2 separate regions of the Lactuca sativa genome follow, and region 2 is linked to region 1. The links are chromatin contacts, called in public Hi-C maps. All regions are on one chromosome and are shown on one strand. The core of a region is the stretch at or near the end of the contact, and the rest is flanking DNA. Distances in the headings are between cores, read along the strand shown.

Region 1 (4,010 bases), core at 1,040-3,539:
AAAGAGGAGGAGGATGCCAATGGTGGTTTTGGGATCATAACGATGGCTGGAAGCAACGAGGGAGCTACTATGAGAGGAGAGCTTGACTTGATGAGTATGGAGAATCATAAATTAGGTACAACACAACATAATGATGAGTCTTTTACCCCATTGACAACCTACCTTAATGGCAACTTCCAAGGTGTCAACAATTCTATCATGGTTGGTGGTAGTTACTCTACCAATGATCCTGGTATCCATTTGGATGTTGATGAACATTACATGCAACATAAGGGGGAGCTTGGTGGTAGTTACTCTACCAATGATCCTGGTATCCATTTGGATGTTGATGAACATTACATGCAACATAAGGGGGAGCTTGGTTCACAAAAGTATGGAAAGTGGATCCCCTAAAAGTGAACATTCTAACTAATCATTATCTAAACTTCACACACATATACACGAGGATAATGTTTCTTGAGTGATTTTTTAATCTATATATTGAATTCCAGCCGAAAGATGTTATACATAATGTTTCATCATTTTATTCGATTAATAATCTTTCTTTTTATGATTGTATGTAATTGCATTAGTATCTTAATAAAATAGTTATTATCTACAATAATCTTCTATCTTAAAAGGCAATTTCTTGTTAATCCATTTGGCAGCCTGATCAAATGCATTAGTTTAATACTATATATTCCAAGGTTCTAAATAACATAAGGCGTGACTTGGCGGCAATGTCAAACCTCAAGCTTTTCTGAGCCTTGGCGAGTCATGGCGTTTGTAAGGCGTAACTTAAGGCGGCAATTTTTTTATAATTAATATTTTTATATGTATTTTCAACTATTATTCATTTTTATACACATATATGAGTTAAGGCGGCGTTTTGGCAAAGCTTGGCGGCAGCTGCAAGCCTTGGAGTCGTGGCGCACCATGGCGGAGCCATGACGAGCTTTTTAAAACCTTGATATATTCTATACCATACAACATTATTTTTAGAGAAATTAAATATTCTTTTACTTTTGTTTCTATAAATCCTTCTATCAATTTAAATAATAACATATGTCATATTAATATTTTAAAATATCATTAAATCAGTATTAAATGTTATATATGTCACTATTTAATTGGGTAGGAGAATTTGTAGGAATAAAAAATAGACGGATATTTTATTTCTCTTATTTTTATGTTAACACTTTCTTTTAGTCGGCGAAATAGCATTTATCTATAAAATACTTGGAGAAAGAAAAAAAAAAAAAAACTTTAATATGCATAAACAAATAGTTGTAGTTTTTCTAAAAGTCTAGCAACTCAATTATTATATATTTCAATAATTAAGCTAAAAAAAAGGAAACAACACAATAAATAGTTTGATATATAACAAATTAAGAATAATTGAAAATTACAATGAACAAATTTTACAAAATTAAATTACGACCTTGCCCACTTTACTTTGCGTCTTCTATTCCAACGACATCCAGCCATATCGGAAAACAGTACACCACCGGAACTGACATAATCATTCATATTTCATTCCCTTCCACCGGAGTTGGATCCACCATCGCCGACATCATCATTCATTTACTTATCTTACCTTGTAAATGATCTAAACAAAAAAAAATATTAATATGATACAACATAATCGGAGTAACTGTATGATCTTTGAATTTGGGTATAGCTCAGATCAGAGACCAACTTGATCAGCTTCGGAATTTACTGCTGCCATCGTCGAAATTGTGAGCGTAACTATGGGAGTTGTAGCGAACTGTCTGAGGGAGGCCGACATTATCAGATCTGACGAGTCTCCGGATCTCGGATTTAACCTTGAAGAAGACGTGTCTCCAGCTTCCTTTATCATGGGATCTGAGAACGGAGGTTTCCTCTTGATTAAACTCCAGATCCTGTGCGAATATGGGTTTCCTCGAGAGGATCCATCCCCATCCCCGATCCCACCAGTTTCTGACTGAGGTAGACGTGGATTCCCCCATTGATGAAACGGATTTGGAGCGGCGCATCGCCCATGCGGTTGCAGCTGAGGTGGTGCCGGAGATGGAAGAGGGCTGGATCCGTAAGGACATGGAGGAGAGTCTCCGGCGGATGCCGGCAACCACCGAAGATGGATCGTTTGAAGAGGTGTTGTAAGATTGAGAAACAGGGAGAGATCTCTCCCTCTGTAACATAGAAGTCATGGTGTTGATGAAAACTGGAAATTGAATGGATGTACGATGATATAATGGTGGCGAAAGCAAGATTACAGGGTGTTTTTTTGTTTATTAATTTGAAGGGGGAGAATAAGAAAGGTGTTATTTTCCATGATCACGATGATACACAATGTTTTAAAAACCGATTTTTTAGTCGAACCGGTATGGTGGTTGGTTTTTGGTTCAACCGGTTTAACTGGTTCGACTGTCGGGTGAGCTGGTTTCTATATTTTTCATGTTTTTTTATTTTATTTTCCTACGTATAAATACATATAGAAATTATGAATTTGATGTTTACAAGTTCAAACATTAAAAATACACATAAAAATAAATTGTAGATGAATCCAAATATATTAAAATAACACATAACCATAAGTTTTAGTGTTTTACATCAATCCGTATACGTCAAAATGAAAAATAAAGTATAATATCGAAACGAAATATAATTTTTGATGAATGCAAACACATCAAATGAATTTATAACATTTACCATATGTTTTTATTTAAAAAAAAAACTAAATAGATTTGAAAAAAATCACCAAAGTTTATTATGTAAATAATTATTTTTCATGTGTTTTTATTCGATTTAACCGGTTCAACCGGTTTATTTTGACCGGTTCAACCGGTTTTTTCTAAAAACCGGTTGGTTCAATCCGATTCAGAAATCAATGTAAAACCGGTTATAGTTGAACCGCTCCTTCTCCCAGTTCTCGGTCCAACCGGTTCGACCGGCCGGTTCAAACCGGTTTTTACGATATGTCACACCTTTTAAATCATCCAACTATTTTTTATATTTTTTTGTGAAAAAACGGAATGAAGTCCGAATTTATCTGAAAAAATGTCCCTTGTAATTACCGGTTTCGGTCTTTATTTCACTAAAAGAATAAACATAAAATCCAAATCATATTATGTCCTCACCCACCAAATACAAAAACTTTGTAGCCATTTTTTTTACTCGATGATAAAGTTGCTGAATCTACATTCTCTCTTACTTATTCGGTCAAAAACATTGTTATTCATACGAGGAGGAAGGTTTGAAATCAAGCCAATTTGATGAATCATCTCTTACTTATAGAGGCCCAACGAAATCCACATCGAGGTTTAGGTTTGATCTGCGTGATACAAATGAGATATTTGTTGAATTTTTATGTAGATCTGATGGCGGTGGTGGAGGCGAAGGCGGAGGCGACGATGGGAGGAACAAATGGATTCCATGTGGGTTGTTGAAGAATTATAATCAAAAGAGTGGAGGAAAACAGAGACGGTGGAGAATAAACTTAGTTGTAGTTTGGAGGAGCTTATAAAGGTTCCAAACGTACAATGAAGATTTTGAGAATTGTTCTTGATGATTCCTGGTATGGCCTTTTAATCCAACATACTTTTTCACCTCTTGCATCAATTTTGAGTTTAGGATTCCATTGATGAAACCTAGATTTCTTCACTTTGAAGTTGGGTTTTTGTTGCTGAACTCTTCTATATTTGGAAACGAAATTAAATATGTTAATTCTAAACACTAATATTGGAATTCCAATTGCAGCTTCATAAAGGTTCCAACGACCACCCAGAATCTCCTTTTCATCGTCGTCCTCTCGGTTTACAGGTCTAGTCTGACGTGATTTCTGAAAGAAAACAAGATCGTTGTGGACTCAAGGTAGTCGTGGGGGTTGTTGTTGAATACAGAAAAGGGAATGGTCGGCTTAAAGATGGCGTTCGGGATATAAGTTTCATTTTTATTGTCGGAGGAGGTTTCAATTCAGGTGAGTGAGTCGGCAGAGGGAAATCATCCTAAAAGGTTTCTTTTGTCACCGGTGGGTGAAGCTACAACGA
Region 2 (4,010 bases), core at 603-3,102, 330 kb before region 1:
GTGAACACACCCTGCAATAATCCCAACCAATCATAGGTTAGATACTGAGGTTGATTAAAAGAAATATTAAACATGGATGACATATTATTGACATTGCTATAATTAGATAGATTATTCAGAGTAAAAATGTGATAATAGAAAGAAACGAAAATAGGATGCTTGCTATAAATAACAACACATTACCGAAGTGTAGAACTGAAAATCACGACCACCGGCTTCAATAGCAACGGATACAGGCTGGTTTGAGACGGCCTTTTTCAATGCTGACTCATCGTTGACTGGAACATCTTCATAACCATCAATGGAAACAACCTTTGCGTTCTTCTGTATAAACCAAAATTACATAACAAAAAACACCAAAGTTAAATAAAGTAAAGTGAATCCGGATTAACTTAAAAGTAACAAATGGTGAAAGTTATTATTGGGTATGAACGAACCCTATAGGTGTCACATTTCCCATCTCTTCCTGTGTAGGGGTAGTCTTCTTCGGTGTCAATTCCACCATTTTTGATAATGAATTGGAATGCGTAGTCCATGAGACCTCCATTGCATCCTTCATTGTAAGAAGTATCACAGTCCACAAGCTCTTGTTCTGAGATGGAAATCAAATCGCCTGTCACGATCTGGTTGATCCCTTCCACTGATCCTGTGGTTGAAAACGCCCAACAACTCCCTACAAGAAAACATGAACATCAAAGTGTTAAATGCAAGAAATAGCAATTATATTGTATATATTACTTTTTGTTAAAAACTATTTAATAGTTAATTATAAACAAAATTCACTAAATACATTAATTGAATTTCTTTCACTAAAGAGCCAAATATTGGATTGGCTTGATTAGAAGTTATATAAAAGAAAAAGAAACTACTTTTTTTAATGAATGATGTGGTTGGTTGTGGTTCATGAACGTTGATAATAGGTAGCCACTGAATTTCTTTAAAAAAGAGAGTATGCATAGGTTTGATAAGATCTATGATTGTATTTTTTAGATTATTAATAACAAAAGTAAATTACGTTATTGTCCTTCTTCGTTTACCCATTATCCAAATCATCGATAAACTACGACGACACACCCTATAATTTTGACTATGAACAAAACTGATTCGAGTAAAGGACGCCTAACTACTATGCTAATTACCTAAATACCCTTCACTGATACAGGGTTATTTTCGTCAATATGAGTTATATACGTCAGTCATGATTCATGATGCATATACTTTTTTGTTCGTGATTGCGATTATGTTACCGATACTTTTTCAAATTATTTATGGAAAGGAAATAACTCACCGCAGCTTCCTTGATCTTTGACCTGCGAAACGGCGCCTTTTGCTCTCCAATCAATCGATTCCGGCAAGTCATCGGCGGGGCTGGCGGCGTACCGGTCGCTCTTAGCCTTGGAAACCTTCTTCTTAGCGTCGATCGTCTTGATTCCGGTGTAGGTTTTCCGGTACTCTTCGTTTGTCAGATCGGCGAACTTGTTAAGTCCAACCTTATAGGAATGGTCGCCGGAGTTGTGTTCGTCGATGAACTTGAGGTTATCCTTGAAGATCTGAAACCTCCTGTCCTTTTCCCCAAGAGCGTTGTAGGTTTTACCGTGTTTCACGAGCCATGACTCGTACATAGCATTGACTTCATCGTCAGTACGCCAGTTGGTGGAAGAGGAATCGCCGGAGGTCATATGTGTGGCGTCGTAGCCGATGATCGACATGTCGAGGGCGGAGGAGACGGCGAAGAGGGCGAAAAGGAAGAGGATAGCCATGGATACGACCTTCATGGTTGCAGGCGGAGGAGATGAGATAGAGAGAAGAGAATAATGGAGTGGGAATGGTGGGGATAGGGCGTTTGGTTTTATAATGGGAAAAGGAGATGGGGATTGGAATACTTAATTCGAATTTTAATTTTAAATAGAATTATATAACGAGTGGATAGATGAAAAGTGGTATCAAATTATTTGATATTTTCGAAAGATGAATTTATACGTATTTCAAGTATTTGTATAAACATTATCTACTAGAAGATTTTTTTGTTTTAAAAAAAATCTCGAGGAGTGAAGTGTGAATAGTTTGCTGGAGAAGATGCGATTGGTGGAAAATCCAAAAAGTTAGGCCCAACAAGTCGCACATGTCGCTTGCTTCACGTTTGTAATCACTATTAATGGTTGAATTGTACATTAATAAGGTATTTCAGATCAAATTAATTTTGTTTGGTACGAATAAGATATTTCAGATCACATATGTATATGTATTCTTTAATAAGCAGAAATATATTTTGTATTTTGGATTTTTAATTTCAGATGGAAAAAAAAAAAGGAAAATTATTCCAAATTTTTAAAAACGTATATATGATATTTGATGAACATTGCTTCATGAGGTCGGATTGAGATGTCCCTCTATATCCTTGTGGGTAGAATTCCTCTATGGTCAAGCAGTAAGGTTGTATCTAGACAACACGCATATTTGGTCCACTACTGGGGTTCAGCAAGGAGACCCCTTGGGACCACTTCTCTTTGCTCTTGTGTTACACCCGTTCTTGCATAATATTAGCAACAATTGCAAGCTTCTTCTCCATGCATGGTACCTTGATGATGGCACACTTATTGGAGATTCGAAGGAGGTGGCCAAAGTGTTGGACATCATTACGGTGATTGGCCCAAAATTGGGCCTTCAACTAAATATCAAGAAAAACGAGCTCTTTTGGCTCTCGTGCGACGGTAGGAAGCTACATGAGGGGCTATTCCCAACTGACATCGGGAGGCCACATTTGGGGGTGAAACTTCTTGGGGGGGAGCTGTTAGTAGAGATGCTAGTTTCATTAGCAGCTTAGCCATAAAAAGAGCCGAAAACGCTATGAATTTGATGCGCCTTCTTCCTCAATTGTTTGACCCTCAGAGTGAGCTCCTTCTGCTTCGGTCTTGTATGGGTATTGCTAAGCTTTTCTTTGAGCTGAGGACGTGTCAACCCGTTCACATGGAGGAGGCAATATTCTTTGACAATGGGTTGCGCGGGGCCATTGAGGACATTGTGGTCTGTGGTGGCCCTTTCTTTGGTGACATACAATGGCACATTGCTTCCTTACCCATCAGGTTTGGTGGTTTGGGTTTATATTCGGCAGTAGAGGCTACTTCATATGCTTTTGTTGCCTCAAGGGCCCAAACTTAGGTATTGCAAGACCACATCTTACGGGATAGCGACATATATGGTATGGATTCTGATTATGATGGTGCCTTGGCTACTCTTCGTAACAAGATTCCAGATTCTGACCTTAGCAGTTTTACTATTAAAGATACCGCCCCCCCCCCCCCTAAATCCCATAGTACGCTGGCAAGTGCCATTTTTCGTAAAATTGTCCAAGATATGGAAGTTCATCTCGACATGATGGCCCGTCAGAAAGCGGTTTTCCAATGCTTACGTGCACCACATGCCCAAGATTTTCTTCTTGCTATCCCTATAGATGGGCTTGGCCAACATATGTCTCTTGTGGATTATCGTACTATCCTCAAATATCGACTCATGATTCCAATATTCTCAGCTGACGAGATATGTCCGGTGTGTCACAATGCATGTTTGGACTCCTTTAGAGAGCATGCAGTTCACTGTAAAGAACTCTCAGAGTTCAAATACAGGTACGATATGGTCAGAGATGTTTTGTTCGATATATTTAAGCGTGCAAGAGTTTCCGCTAAGAAAGAGGCACATGTGAATTTCTTGATTGACCCGACAGAAGGAATGTCAACCCTTATACCGATTGACATTTTGATTTTTGGATGGGTCGGAGGGAAACATGCATGTGTGGACCTTACAGGGGTATCCTTTTTCGTGGGCTTGAGGGTGGGGGGTTTCACGGCAAGACTGGCTGCTTTAAAAGCTGCTACCGGCAAAGTCGACAAACATGAGAAATCGTGCATGGAAAATCAACACGTGTTCATACCATTTGCGTTTGATACGTTTGGTTTCCTCGCACCGGATGCGGTAGAGCTTCTTAATAGAGTACAACGGATTATGCATTGCAA

Evidence for each region. Hi-C and Micro-C count contacts between places; a contact is called where the count stands out from the background.
Region 2: a Hi-C map of leaf shows a contact between it and region 1, with 10 times the contacts expected there. The contact joins the promoter of LOC111894705 here to the promoter of LOC111889165 in region 1. A contact is called at or near these places in 3 of 4 Hi-C or Micro-C datasets (leaf and seed).

What each region holds. Positions count from the first base shown.
Region 1 is chr4:254,088,450-254,092,459 of Lsat_Salinas_v11, reverse strand. LOC111889165 reads right to left here and starts at 2,289. Exons shown (of 1, transcript XM_023885307.3): 1 at 1,332-2,289. The coding sequence starts at 2,171. The coding sequence ends at 1,683. It overlaps LOC111889159, which reads left to right. Exons shown (of 1, transcript XM_023885301.3): 1 at 1-604. The coding sequence ends at 393.
Region 2 is chr4:254,416,157-254,420,166 of Lsat_Salinas_v11, reverse strand. LOC111894705 (low-temperature-induced cysteine proteinase) reads right to left here and starts at 1,852. Exons shown (of 5, transcript XM_023890797.3): 1 at 1,289-1,852; 2 at 438-673; 3 at 184-324; 4 at 1-11. The coding sequence starts at 1,775.